Linked DNA regions of Sus scrofa: region 2 is linked to region 1. A link is a contact called in public HiChIP or PLAC-seq data. All regions are on one chromosome and are shown on one strand. Each heading gives the region's core, a stretch centred on a gene start, on an enhancer-like site or on the middle of the called end of the contact. The rest is flanking DNA. Distances are from core to core; before and after follow the strand shown. Region 1 has its middle 83 kb from the start of PPP2R2A. Region 2 overlaps PPP2R2A (protein phosphatase 2 regulatory subunit Balpha).

What was found. HiChIP or PLAC-seq counts read pairs in DNA pulled down with a chosen protein or histone mark.
Region 2: an H3K27ac HiChIP or PLAC-seq map of alveolar macrophages shows a contact between it and region 1. The contact joins two enhancer-like sites. A contact is called at or near these places in 2 of 47 Hi-C or Micro-C datasets (embryonic fibroblasts and liver) and 1 of 2 datasets of contacts at active chromatin or transcription factors (alveolar macrophages).

What each region holds. Positions count from the first base shown.
Region 1 is chr14:10,109,084-10,115,603 of Sscrofa11.1, forward strand. No RefSeq gene overlaps it. Among named protein-coding and RNA genes, the nearest start is that of PPP2R2A, 83 kb to the right of the region's middle. Within about 2 kb of position 2,563, at least 20 of the 83 cell types and tissues checked have an H3K27ac peak or open chromatin away from gene starts, as enhancers often do. A contact at or near this core is called in alveolar macrophages, where this site is marked.
Region 2 is chr14:10,203,750-10,210,441 of Sscrofa11.1, forward strand. The region is part of intron 2 of PPP2R2A (protein phosphatase 2 regulatory subunit Balpha); the gene reads left to right. Among named protein-coding and RNA genes, the nearest start is that of PPP2R2A, 12 kb to the left of the region's middle. Within about 2 kb of position 1,997, at least 1 of the 83 cell types and tissues checked has an H3K27ac peak or open chromatin away from gene starts, as enhancers often do. A contact at or near this core is called in alveolar macrophages, where this site is marked.

The sequences.
Region 1 (6,520 bases), core at 1,313-3,812:
TTCTGAGACTTTTGAAGACATTCACGGACGTGACCGTTCCATTTGTTTGGGTCTCACTCTTTCTAACTCTTTCATTTGCTGGTGTGTTATGTCCTTAGTGAGGCAGTAAACAACCTAAGGAAGAGTCAACATGAAACCCTAGGCGCCTGATCCTTTCTATCACACGCACGATTCCACAGGTGAAAGTCTCCTTACCCCTGGGGAACTGGCAATTTTTTAAATAATTTCATAATACATTAAACATGTATTATGGATGAATTAAACATGTCAGTTACTCCTAGGGTCTGATAAGCCTGTATTTGAATACTTGACATCTGCTGGCATGCTTTCATCCACAAATAACAGAAACCCTAAGTCAAACCCGTAGAAAATATGTATGTGTCTTTTCTCATGACAAGGAATCCAGTGGCAGGGTGGCTTCAGGTGGCTGGCTAATAAAGTGGCTCAAGAATATTAGCAGTAATCCAAGTTCTCACCATCTGCCTGCCCTACCCAACTTCCAGGCATTGCATCCAGGCACAATGGCCGGTGGAAGAAGACTATTCATTTCTTCGAGCCTAGTTTTCTTTGTTTGTAAAATGGTCTTATCATCTGTATGTACTTTACAGAGCTATTGTAACAATTAAACAAGATAAAATACTTGATGCCCTAAGCAGAGTACTTGGCTCAATACGCTCAATATGTGAAGATTGAATGGGGCCTGATTAGAGTCTCTCAGGGGATAGGATTCTAGGGAATAAGGATGTGAGGCCCAGATTTAAAATCTACCTGGCGTTACAGGACAAAACTTTCATTTGAAAAGATACATGCACCCCATGTTCCTTTCAGCACTAGTCACAATAGCCAAGACATGGAAACGACCTAAGTGTCCATCAATAGATGAATGGATTAAGAAGATGTAGTACATATACACAATGGAATACTACTCAGCCATAATAAAGAACAAAATAATGCCATTTGCAGCAACATGGATGCTATTAGAGATTCTCATATTAAGTGAGGTAAGTCAGAAAGAGAAAGAGGAATACCATATCATATTACTTATATGTGGAATCTAAAATATGGCACAAATCGGAGTTCCCGTTGTGGCGCAGGGGTTAACGAATCCGACTAGAAACCAGGAGGTTGCAGGTTCAATCCCTGGCCTTGCTCAGTGGGTTAAGGATCTGGCGTTGCTGTGAACTGTGGTGTAGGTCACAGATGCAGCTCGGATCTGGCGTTGCTGTGGCTATGGTGTAGGCAGGCGACTACAGCTCCAATTCGACCCCTAGCCTGGGAACCTCCATATGCCTCGGGAGCGGCCCTAGAAAAGGCAAAAAGACAGAAAAATAAAATAAAATAAAGCACAGATGAACATATCTACAGAACAGAAACAGAATCACAGACATGAAGGACAGACTTGCAGTTGCCAAAGGAGCGGGGGAGGAGGTGGGATGGACTGGGAGTTTGGGATTAGTAGATGCAAACTATTACAGTTAGAATGGGTAAACAATAAGGTCCTGGAGTTCCTGTTGTGGTGCAGCAGGAATGTATCCAACTAATATCCATGAGGATGTGGGTTCGATCCCTGGCCTTGCTCAGCGGATCAGGTATCGGCCAATGCCATGAGCTGTGGTGTAGGTTGCAGATGAGGCTCAGATCCAGTGTTGCTGTGGCTGCAGTGTGGGCTGGTAGCTGTAGCTCCGAATCAACCCCTAGCCTGAGAACTTCCATGTGCCAAGGACGTGGCCCTGAAAAGCAAAAAAACACAATAAGGTCTACTGTACAGCACAGGGAACTATATCCAGTCTCTTGGGATAGAACATAATAGAATATGAGAAAAAGAATATACATACATATATATATACATATATATATATGTATAATTGGGTCATTTTGCTGTGCAGAAAAAATTGACAGAACATTGTAAATCAACTGTAATGGAAAATTTAAAAATAAATAAATAAATAAATAAATAAATAAAATCTGGAATTACTGTTTTGGCTCAGCAGTAATGAACCAGACTAGTATCTATGAGGACTTGGGTTCCGTCCCTGGCCCTTCTCACTCAGTGGGTTAAGGATCTGGCATTGCTATGAGCTGTGGTGTAGGTGGCAGACAAGGCTCAGATTCCATGTTGCTGTGGCATAGGCTGGCAGCTGCAGCCCTGATTCAACCCCTAGCCAAGGAACTTCTTCCATATGCTGCGGGTTCGGCCCTAAAAAGACAAAAATATAAATAAAGCAAAATAAAATAAAATCCACCTGGATTTAAAATCCGGCACCACAGCTGACTAGCTGAGTGACCTTGGACAAAATGTTTCTAAGCCTATTTCCACATCTACATCAGGGAGAAAACTCCAGTACCTAGTTTAAAGGATTTGGGCTAAGTTAAAATGACGCATGTAAAACACATAACATTGAGCCTGGGACCTCAGTAAATACAAGCAACTTTTTTTTTATATTTTGACAATCTGCGATAAAGCAAAGAGAACCAGAGCTTGCTGAAGTAAGTTAAGTACTGAGCACTAAAGAGGCCTTTGGAAGGGAGTCTCAGCAGCCAAAACAAAATGCAGAGGCTTTGTTGAGATGGGAGATAATGTTAGCTAGATAAAATTGGTAAAGTGAGACCTGATTTTTAGTGTGTCTTCAACCCGCCCAAGGAAAGATCAAGCCCCTGTTATGGTAATGAGTGGGGAGTCCTCCGCAGCAATCTGTCCAGGCCCTGGAACGGGATCGGACTCCATCACATGGCCAGGCGGGTCCCACAGGAGGGAAGGGCAGGGCACGAAGTTGACTTGCCTCCCGAGCTCTGTAGGTGGCAGTGCGCGTGCAGCGATGAGGCGGGAGGAGGGTGTGGCCACCCCGGCTCCTCGCCGGGACGGAGACTGGTCTACACCCGGACCTGGAAAAACGGATCCCTACAACAATTCCAGATGCCTCCAGCCGCCCATCCAAAGGCCTCCCCTTCTCCTTCGGTCAGCCTGCTGCACTGGAAACAAAACTCAGATTTCTAGGGGCTTGATTGCAATTTAAAAAAATAAATACAGCGTGGAGAAACCTCCCCTGAGTTTGTAAAACACTCTTGCTCTCCAAAAGGATTCTTAGATTGTATTTTACTTTCAGTGATTCCAAGATCAACCTTTGGTCCAGAGAAAAGCGCTCTGCCGCTGAGAGATTTAAAAGGAAAGGTTACATGGCTTTTAAGGACTCCAGGTCAGGCTAATTCTTTCTCATTGGCATTCAAGCGGAAGTCACTGTTTGCTCACCCCACCCCCGACTCCAACACGATGACTTTAGGCTTCATGGTGACTTATATCGTCAGGGCACTCCATGAATTATCTCCTGGCACCTATGATATGCGGTTATTTCAGCAGCTGAGCAAGAGAGCTTCCGTCATGGCGTAGGGGAAGTGAATCTGACCAGGAACCATGAGGTTGAGGGTTTGATCCCTGGCTTCACCCAATGGCTAAACATCTGGCATTGATGTGAACTGTATCTTCTATTGGACCCCTAGCCTGGGAACCTCCATATGCCACGGGTGTGGTCCTAAAAAACAAAACAAAAAACAAAAGGCAGAGTGTCCTGGTCCTTCCACAAAACTAGGCTGTTGGCTAGTCTTGAGCATGGAGCATAGACTGTATAGTCCTGGGGTTCAAATTCCTTCTCTACCTTTTAGGAGAGTAAATGCTGAGCTTGGGGTTCTAAACTGAGCTGTAGCTGCCAGCCTACACCACAGCCACAGCAACACCAGATCTGAGCCGCATCTGCAATCTACACCCAGCTTGAGGCAATGCCGGATCTTTTAACCCACTGAGCGATGCCAGGGATTGCACCCACATCCTCGTGGATACTCGTTGTCAAGTTCACAACCCGGTGAGCCCCAATGGGAATGCCAGTGCTGAGCTCTTTTGAGTCACAACCTACAACATGGCCCTACCCCAAGGGTATAATAAGATTAGCAGTGCCAGGCCAAGCCTCTGAGAAGCTGAGGCCAAAGAAATAAAATCACTAACACCAATATCCTTATCTTTACTTAAAATCCTGATATTTTCATCTTTTTTTTTTTGCGTCAATTCTTATTTATTTATTTATTTATTTTGCTATTTCTTGGGCCGCTCCCACGGCATATGGAGGTTCCCAGGCTAGGGGTCGAATCAGAGCTGTAGCCACTGGCCTACACCAGAGCCACAGCAACGTGGGATCCGAGCCGCGTCTGCAACCTACATCACAGCTCACGGTAACGCCGGATCATTAACCCACTGAGCAAGGGCAGGGACAGAACCCGCAACCTCATGGTTCCTAGTCGGATTCGTTAACCACAGCGCCACGACGGGAACTCCAATTCTTATTTTTTTAGATATTCCACCAAAATGTGATTTATCTTGACTCCTGAGTTGGGGTGGGGTTTTTGGTATCCTGGTCAATGACCCTGATTTTAAAGCAATGTATGTAAACTTGACAAGCACGCTATAGACTTGCCAAAATATTTGCTGAAGGAAAGCATAGAGCACTGGGGGCGGAGTTTGGGGGCCAGGGGCTATAGGAACACACCATAAGCTGTATTGGACCTGACACAAGTCTCCTGTTTAAAATGCACAGCTTAGGAGTTCCTGTTGTGGCTCAGCAGTAACAACCAGACTAGTATCCATGAGGATGCAGGTTTGATGCCTGGCCCCGCTCAGTGGATTAAGGATCCTGCACTGAGGTGAGCTGTGGTGTAGGTAGCAAATGCCGATTTGATCCTGTGCTGCAGTGGTTGTGGTATAGGCTGGCATCTGCAGCTCCAATTTGATCCCTAGCCTAGGAACTTCCATATACCATGGGTGCAGCCCTAAAATGGCAAAAACAAACAAACAAAAACACACATGCAGCTTTCAGTTAGGTGTTAATTTCCCCATCTTCAGATGAAAACCAAGACTAAGGAATAGAGCATCTGTAGGGAAATAATGCTCCAAGGTGCTCCCCCAGTTTTCAGGCCCAACAGTCATGATGCTTCTGCTCTGAGTCATTTGAATTCTTCCTCCTGCTGCCCCTTTTCTGCAAACCCTTTTGCATCTGAGACGGCAGGCAGCTTGGCAGTGGGGCCGGCAGGCAGCAGCATGATCCTCTGGGTGAGTGCCCTGGGGCAGCCAGGGAACCCTTGCATGGGGTAACCACGAAATGAATGGTCCAGACCCCTCCAGAACCCCATCCTTCAGGCAGGAGACCCTGGTGTGTGGAGTGGTTCCCCTTTCCTTACAGCTCCCCTCCTGAACAGGGTGAATGCTCTGGTTCCACTGCTCGCATTGAGTAGGCAATGCCTGGGCATCCATTTTAGGACACCAAGCATTAGTTTGTAATTCAGAGTGCGGATTTGTTGTTTGGTTGTTTGTTTGGCTGCACCCACAGCATGTGGATGTTCTCAGGCCAAGGATCAAACCAGCATCCCAGCAGCAACCTGGCAATGCCGGATATTTAACCTGCTGCACTACAAGAGAATTCCCTTATTTTGCTTTTTTAATTGAATGAAAAATTCTTTAAATTTTGTAGTGCTTTACAATTTTCAAAAGTTTCACACACATATTTCATATAGTCCCATAAGAACTCCTTTTTCCCCCATCCCTGCATTGCCCTTCCCCCTTCCCTATCCCCACTGGCTGGCAACGGCTAGTTTGTTCTCTAGATTTGTGAGTCTGTTTCTTTTTTGTTTTATTCACTAGTTTGTTACATTTTTTATGCTTTTTCTTTTGGGGGGGCACACCTGAGGGGTATGGAAGTTGCCAGGCTAGGGGTCAAATCAGAGCTATAGCTGCTGGCTTATGCTACAGCCACAGCAACATGAGTCACGTCTGTGGTCTACACCACAGCTCACAGCAACACCGGAGCCCCAACACACTGTGACATACTGATGAAGCCAGGGATCAAACTTGCATCCTTATGGATACTAGTTGGATTCGTTTCCTCTGTACTACAACAGAAACTCCCTAGTTTGTTGTATTTTTTAAACCCTATGTAGGAGTGGTATCATACAGTATTTGTCTGACTTATTTGACTTAGCATATGCCCAGAGGGCAATTTTAACATGAGCTCTGTGCATGTATGTGTGTGGAGGGGACAGAGAGAATGAAACAACATGTGAGAAGAGCAGGAGTGTGTAGGTGGAGAAATTGTGGCCCAAGATGAAACACAGTAGCGTCATCACTTCTGTTTTCCTCAGTTTCAGATGTCAAGACATTAATGACAGTTTCTGTGTAGGGTGGGAGAAACACAGAAGGGAAAAACAGCTCTGTGTCTTCTCCAGAATGGAAGAGATGAGCGCCATGGCCATTTGCCTCCCTTAAACCTTCAGCCTCCCTTTTCTCCTTTGTGTTAGAATGCTGTTTTTCAGCTGAGCACCTTACTGCCCAGCTGAAAGCCTTAATTTTCCAAACTTTCTTGCAGAGGTGTGGCCCTGTGCCTTATTTCCCACTGAAGAGATGTGGAACTTAGGAAAGTCTTTTTAAAACGGAGAGGATGCTCTTGTCTTGTCACCATTCCTCCATCTTTCTGTCTGGAACATG
Region 2 (6,692 bases), core at 747-3,246, 94 kb after region 1:
CTGTATTTGCCTAGTTTAGTTGAGTGTAAGAAGAAAGGTAAACTTTATTTTGAGCTTCTTATCCTGTTAAAGAGGAAAATTGAAGGGTTGGAGATAGATGTTTTAGTTAGCATCCTCAACTGTAATCTCTTTTTCCCTTCTCTTAGGTGACAATGGAAATTAAAATTAAATAATCAAAAAGTCTTCAAGTTGCTTCCTTGGTAGAAGGAAAGAGAAGTATAAGTCTAGTTAGTAATACGTAAATTAGTTTTCTTAACTGTGTGCCAGGTACTGTTTTAGGTGATTTATATATATCAATTTATAAAGCTATGAAATAAGCAGATGCAGTTGTTTTTACATGTAGATAGGAAACTGGGCTAGAAAGGTTAATTTACTATGTATCCATGAGCGGATAGGGCAGCCGGGATTCTTAACCTCAAACTTTTAAGTTTCTTTAGTTTAATTTTATTTACTTAAAAATTTGAGCTACTTCTTTTTTTATCCTTTACTTTTTAATTAAATTTTTTCATTAAATTTTTTTGTTTGTTTCGTTTTTTAAAATTTTTGTTTGAGCTACCATGGCATGTGGATGTTCCCAGGCCAGCTGTCGAACCCTTGCTGCAGAAATGACCGGAGCCACTGCATTGACAGTGCCAGATCCTTAACCCACTGTGCCACAGGGGAACTCCTGAGCTTCTTTTGGTTTATGTGAAAGTGTTTGAGGTTGTTGGAATGTGACTTGTTTAGAGTTTGTAAAGCCTAGTAGACTGATGTTTCAAAGTAATTAAATCCAACATGGATATTTACTGAATTTTCTGCTAATGGAATTTTCTTAAGCTAGGGTGTGCAATACAGGATTTTTGAACCTTCTGAAGTTGTGTGTACAGTTGTACATGTGTGCATTTTTCTGGTCAGAGGGGGTCTGTAACAGTTGTCAGAACAGTGGTCATTTATTCCATTTTGAAGTGTGGTCTGGCAACCCCTCAAATCTTTCAAAAGGTTTCTGAAGTTGAAACTATTTCCATAATAATGCGAAGACAATATTTACTTTTTTCGCTTTGTTGACATTTACACCAATGGTACAAAAGCAATGGTGGGTAGTAGACCTACTGGCATCTTAGTGTGTATCAAGGCCTTGGCACGAAATGGTACAGTAGTCATGATAATCTTAATTGCCATGCACCAGCAGTTTTGAAAATGCCAGTTTTACTTAAGAATGTCTTTGATGAAGTAGTAAAAATTAATTTTATCAAGTCTCTACTCTTGAAATTCTTGACTCTTGAGCACATGCGTGTTGAACATTCTGTGTGACAGGATGGAAAGTATCCCTCAGGCACTTCTGTTACAGACCAGACAGAGCACAGTGGTTTTTCTGGGGGAAAAGTATTGCTGTAGTTATGTGAGTTTCAAGCTGAACTAGCTGGTCTTTTCATGGAACATTATTTTTATTAGAAAGAGCTCCTGACAGACTACTCAGACTTGGGTATTTGGCAGACATTTTCTCAAAAGAACAGTGAATCTGTTGCTTCAATAGACAGTCATTTGTTGTCCATGATAAAATTTGAGTTTCAAGCAAAAATTAAAATTCTGGAAAACATATATCTACCATCCTGAGTTTGATAGGATACTTCTGAATACTTAAAGATTTTTCAGATGAGATCGGTAGTAATATTAATGACCGATTTTTGATATTGTTTAATGAAATGTGTCAGTGTTTGGAAGATCTGCCTAATTGAATCCGTATTTTACAAGTGGACAATGCTTGTGATGTTAAAAAATTATGCACAAGTGCAAGACAAAGCATTAGATTTTAATATAACAGACAAGTGGTATAGTTTCAGATTCCACACACTTTTAAGAAACTATGGTGTGTTGAGTTTTGGTACAGTATCAAAGGATTATCTGTAACTACCTGAGAAGCCTGTTAAACTTTTCTTCCCTGTGCAACTATATATCTGAGTAAGTCTAGATTTCCTCATATATTTAACCTATACGTCATAGTGTAGTATGTTGAAATAGAAGCAAGTAAGACAATCTAGCCTTCTTCTGTTAAGCCAGACATCAAAAGAGATTTGTAACAATGTAAAACAATGCCATTTTTCTCAGTTTTTTTGGGGGGGTGATGTTTTTCTTCTTTTTGCAACTTATTTGTAATGTTGTAGGGCTGGTTATTACATTTTTAAATGGATAAATATTTTAAAATTTAAAAGTCTTTCTTTGGGGGTCTTCAGACTTTAGTAGTGTAAGGAGATCTTGTCATCCAGAAATATCTGACTGCTGTGAGTTTAGTCTGTTAATTTCATTGCACTGTTGCTTTAAAAGAGTCTCATGAGGTGATCAGAAAGAATCATACAGTGCTGCTTTTGTGCATGGATATTTAAAGTTTTCCTATAAAAGCTTTTCTATGACTTCATATTGTTTCAGCCTACTCCCTTGCTGTTCTTTAGATACTAAATTAAATCTGCCTTAAGGTTTTTTGGGTTTTTTTTTTTTCTATCTTTTTAGGGCTGCACCCGTGTATGGCACATGGAGGTTCCCAGGCTAGGGATCAAATCGGAGCTGTGCTGCCAGCCTATACAACAGCCACAGAAATGTGGGATCTGAGCCAGTCTGTGACCTACACCACACAACTCATGGCAATGCTGGATCCTTAGCCCACTAAATGAGGCCAGGGATGGAACCTGCTGAGCCACAACGGGAATTTCTGCCTTAAGTTTTTTAGGGCTTTTCTCACAATCTCTGCCGAGATCCAGCTATCATTAATACTTAATATAAGGTTACTAAATTCCTTAAAACCTAGTCTAGTGCCGTTTCTCGGTTGGCTGTCTGGTTATTAGAAAGGAGTTTATGCCCTTGACATTGTGTTTTATTTTGAAACCCAGCATGTATCAGTATGATGTGTTTTTTTTCTTGTAAGTAAGGCATCCAGTTGGCATGGTAATTAGTTCTCAACTCTTTTAACTACTAAAGGGAGGCTGGGGAGAAAGAACAGTGTTTTCTTTAAAGTCTACTTTTAAAAATGCAACATAATTCTATTTTAAAATAGTTGCTGAGTTTCCTCTTCTAAGAATGCAATATCAACTATTGCTTAATATTTTTGTGGCATTTTTCTATCCTTTTAAAAAAATTGTCAAAGTATGTAGGGCTTTTAAAACTAGCTTTAACAACTTTCCATCCACGTTTAAATACTGAATTTATTAACAAAGCAAGAGCTAGCTTTTTTATTAATACAGGTACTTTTAGTTAATGTTAGCTGTGGTTGATTAAAATGTCATCTAGATCTTTGCCTGTGGCATATGTGGAATCCTTGGCAATTCATTATTGAATAGTTTTGTGTGCTACTGCACCAGGGGTCAGTCTTATAATTTTACTTTCTGTAGGTTGTTGACTTTCTCTCCGAATGTTCAAATATCGACTGAAATTTTTTCTTCTGTAGTCCTTGAATGATTTCTTTTATAAAGTTTAAGGGGGTTCATGGACAAATGAAATGACCCTTCTTAAGAATCTCTGTGTTAATTTGGAGTTCCCTTGTGGCACAGTGGGTTAAGGCTCTGGTGGTGTCACTGCAGTGGCTCATGTTGCTGCTGTGGCACAGTTTGATCCCTGGCCTGGGAGCTTCTGCATGTGGGTGTGGCCAAGAAAAAAAATTTTAATTTTAAATTTTGCCTGTAGTTATATATGCCTAGATGTTTAATTTGGAAGAATCAAGGATATTTTGTATGGTAATGATAATTTTTAGACTACTAAAAGGGTATTCTTTATTTTTTTATTATTTTTTTCAAAGGGCTGCACCCTTGGCATTTGGAGGTTCCCAGGCTAGGGGTCTAATCAGAGCTATTGCTGCCAGCCTATACCACAGCCACAGCAACGCCAGATCCAAGCCAGATCTGTGACTTACACCACAGCTCACGGCTGCGCCAGATCCTTAACCCACTGTGAGTGAGGCCAGGGATGGAACCCGCAACCTCATGGTTCCTAGTTGGATTCGTTAACCACTGAGCCATGACCGGAACTCCAAAAGGGTATTCTTTCTTAGCGATCCCTTTAGTGCTTACTGTTCTTGAGGTAAGAGTAGATGAATCTCCTGAGATATTGGACCTGACAGCTTTAGTGTAGTCCCATCTTAATTTTTTTTTTAAATAAAAAAAAAGACCCTGCTGTCTCTTTAACTGTGGGTAAAAATATTAGAGAAATTTATGGGATTTTGAACCAATTGCTTGTTTATATTTCATTCAGAAATCTAAATTCTTCAGTAGCCTCTATTAAGAGAGAAACTAAAGTAGGTAAAAGGGATTGATGAGAAGTTTTTTAAAAAATTATTTGACGATCTGGAACAGTATTACCTTTGAGAACTTGCCATTGTAATTTCAGGTCTGTTCTGTGTGAAAGTGGAAACAGAACCTTTTTGGTGTTAACCCCATGTCTTTTTGTTATTTTTTTCTAACTTACCACAAGGTAAGAGTCTTGTGTGCCTGGAGTAGGTGTGTTTTTAAGATAGCGTAAGAAGAATCTTTAATATTTTCTGTAGCAGATTAGGAAGGTTCTGTTTCAAGAAAACAAGCTATTATAGGCCATCAGTAATTCTTGTCAAATTCCTTATCTAGGGATGCAGCATTAAAAATGGTTAAGAATTACTGGTAGAGAAGGGATTGCTCCAAGCCTTTTTTTTTTTTTTTTCCCCTTGAGAGAGAGAATTGTTTTCTTCTAGCACTTCAAGTTCACTTAAAGTTCATGTATTTTTTTTTAACCCGCTGAGCACGAGGGAACTCCTTCCCAATCATCTTTTGGTGGACACCTAGGTTGTTTCCACCTCTCAACTATTGTGCTTTCCCAGCGTTTTTATGTGTAGTTCTGTTGGAAAGGCCATCGAAGTACTTTTTGTTTTTTATTGGTTTTTTTTTTTTTTTTTTCTTTTTAGGGCTGCACCCGTGGCATATGGAAGTTCCTAGGTTGGGGTGAATCAGAGCTGTAGCTGTGGGCCTGCACCACAGCCACAGCAACACCAGATCCTTAACCCGTTGAGCAAGGCCAGGGATTGATCATAGATACTAGTCGGGTTTGTTACTGCTGAGCTACAACAGGACTCCCCTATATACTTTCTAATAGTGATTGGAGGTGGACAGAAGAGCTGTAGGTAGAACATGAAAGTATAAGATTAGAGGATATTAAAAACTATAGATTGATACTGCTGTGATACAGATCTGTTATCCCAGATTAACAGTTTGAAGACAAGAACTGGGTTACTTCATTTTTGTAGGCTCTTTAAAGATAAGATTAGGCAAAATCTAATTTTTGACAAAAGTTTCACGCATTTGTTTTGCAGTTTCTGGTTAAAAATAGAAAATCCTGCATTTCCTTACTGTAAAACTAACAATAAAGACAATCAGTGGATTGTTTCATGTGCTTTTTAATTAGGCAAAGTCCTCAGCTTAATAGGAAAATTTGATAACTGCATTGCATTTCTTCGTAATGAAATTGTAAATAAGTAATAACCGAGTTTGCGTTTCTTAACAATAGCCTTCAAGGTAGACATTGTTTTCATTTTGTACACAAGAGCACTAGAGCTCTAAGAAGTTGAGCAAAGTTAATCTAAGATTATGAGTTAGTAAAACTACTTTGTCTGCTTTTTAGGCTCCCATGTTGCTTTTGTGTGGTTCAATTTTTAAAAATACTATTGGATTCATGTATTTTATGAATCTCTGAGTCTCATAGGGAGTAGCGATAAGGTGAGACCCTAGTTATTCATCTACAAATCGACAAGTATATGTTTAGTACCCAGTATTTTGGAGAATGTGAGGGAAATAGAAGACATGGTTATTTTCACTTAGGTATCTTAAGAAGGTCAGTTTTATTAAAATAAGCATGTTTTATAACACATTGTGGCCTTTGGTATTAATCTGTTCATGTTCCCAGGAGATTCTTTTTAGGGCCACACCCATGGCATATAGAAGTTCCCAGGCTAGGGGTCAAATCAGAGTTGCAGCTGCCGGCTTGCACCGCCCGCAGGCAATGCCAGATCCAAGCTGTGTCTGTGACCTACACCACAGCTCATGGCAACTCCCTGAGCGGGGCCAGGGATTGAACCCACATTCACATGGATCCTAATTGGGTTCGTTACTGGTGAGTTGCAATGGGAACTCCTACCAGAGATTCTTGACTAATGCTATGTAAAAATTTTATAAGTAATGCTGAAATGGGAATAGTAAGTTATTTCCACTTTTTCAAGTTGACATTATTCTGCTTAATATTGAAATAATGTTAAAGTACAAATAATTAGTTGTTTCAGGGATGTTAAATGAATTACATCTATCTCAAGTCTTTTTAAGACATAAATGTGTCTTTCTGTGATTTCAAATGTCTTTGAGTTGAATTTACTAATATTACTGGAGATTTCTTCAGGCCAATGTTTGTGGTAGCTTATAAACCCTTTTCTCTGTATCCTGCAATTCACAAACTTCCTTTGAAATTTGGCAGTCTCTTAAAAAGTTAAACACATTTACTTTATAATCCAGTGGTTCTACTTCTACGCACATACCAAAGAGAAATGAAAACCTGTGTCCACAAAAACTTACACACAGATGTTTATAGCAACATTATTCCCTATAGCCAAACAGTGGAAACAGCCCAAATGTCTGTCAACTAATGATGCCTAAAGAAAAGGTGATAAAGCCATACAGCAGAATATTACATAGCCATAGAAAGGGAAGTCTTGA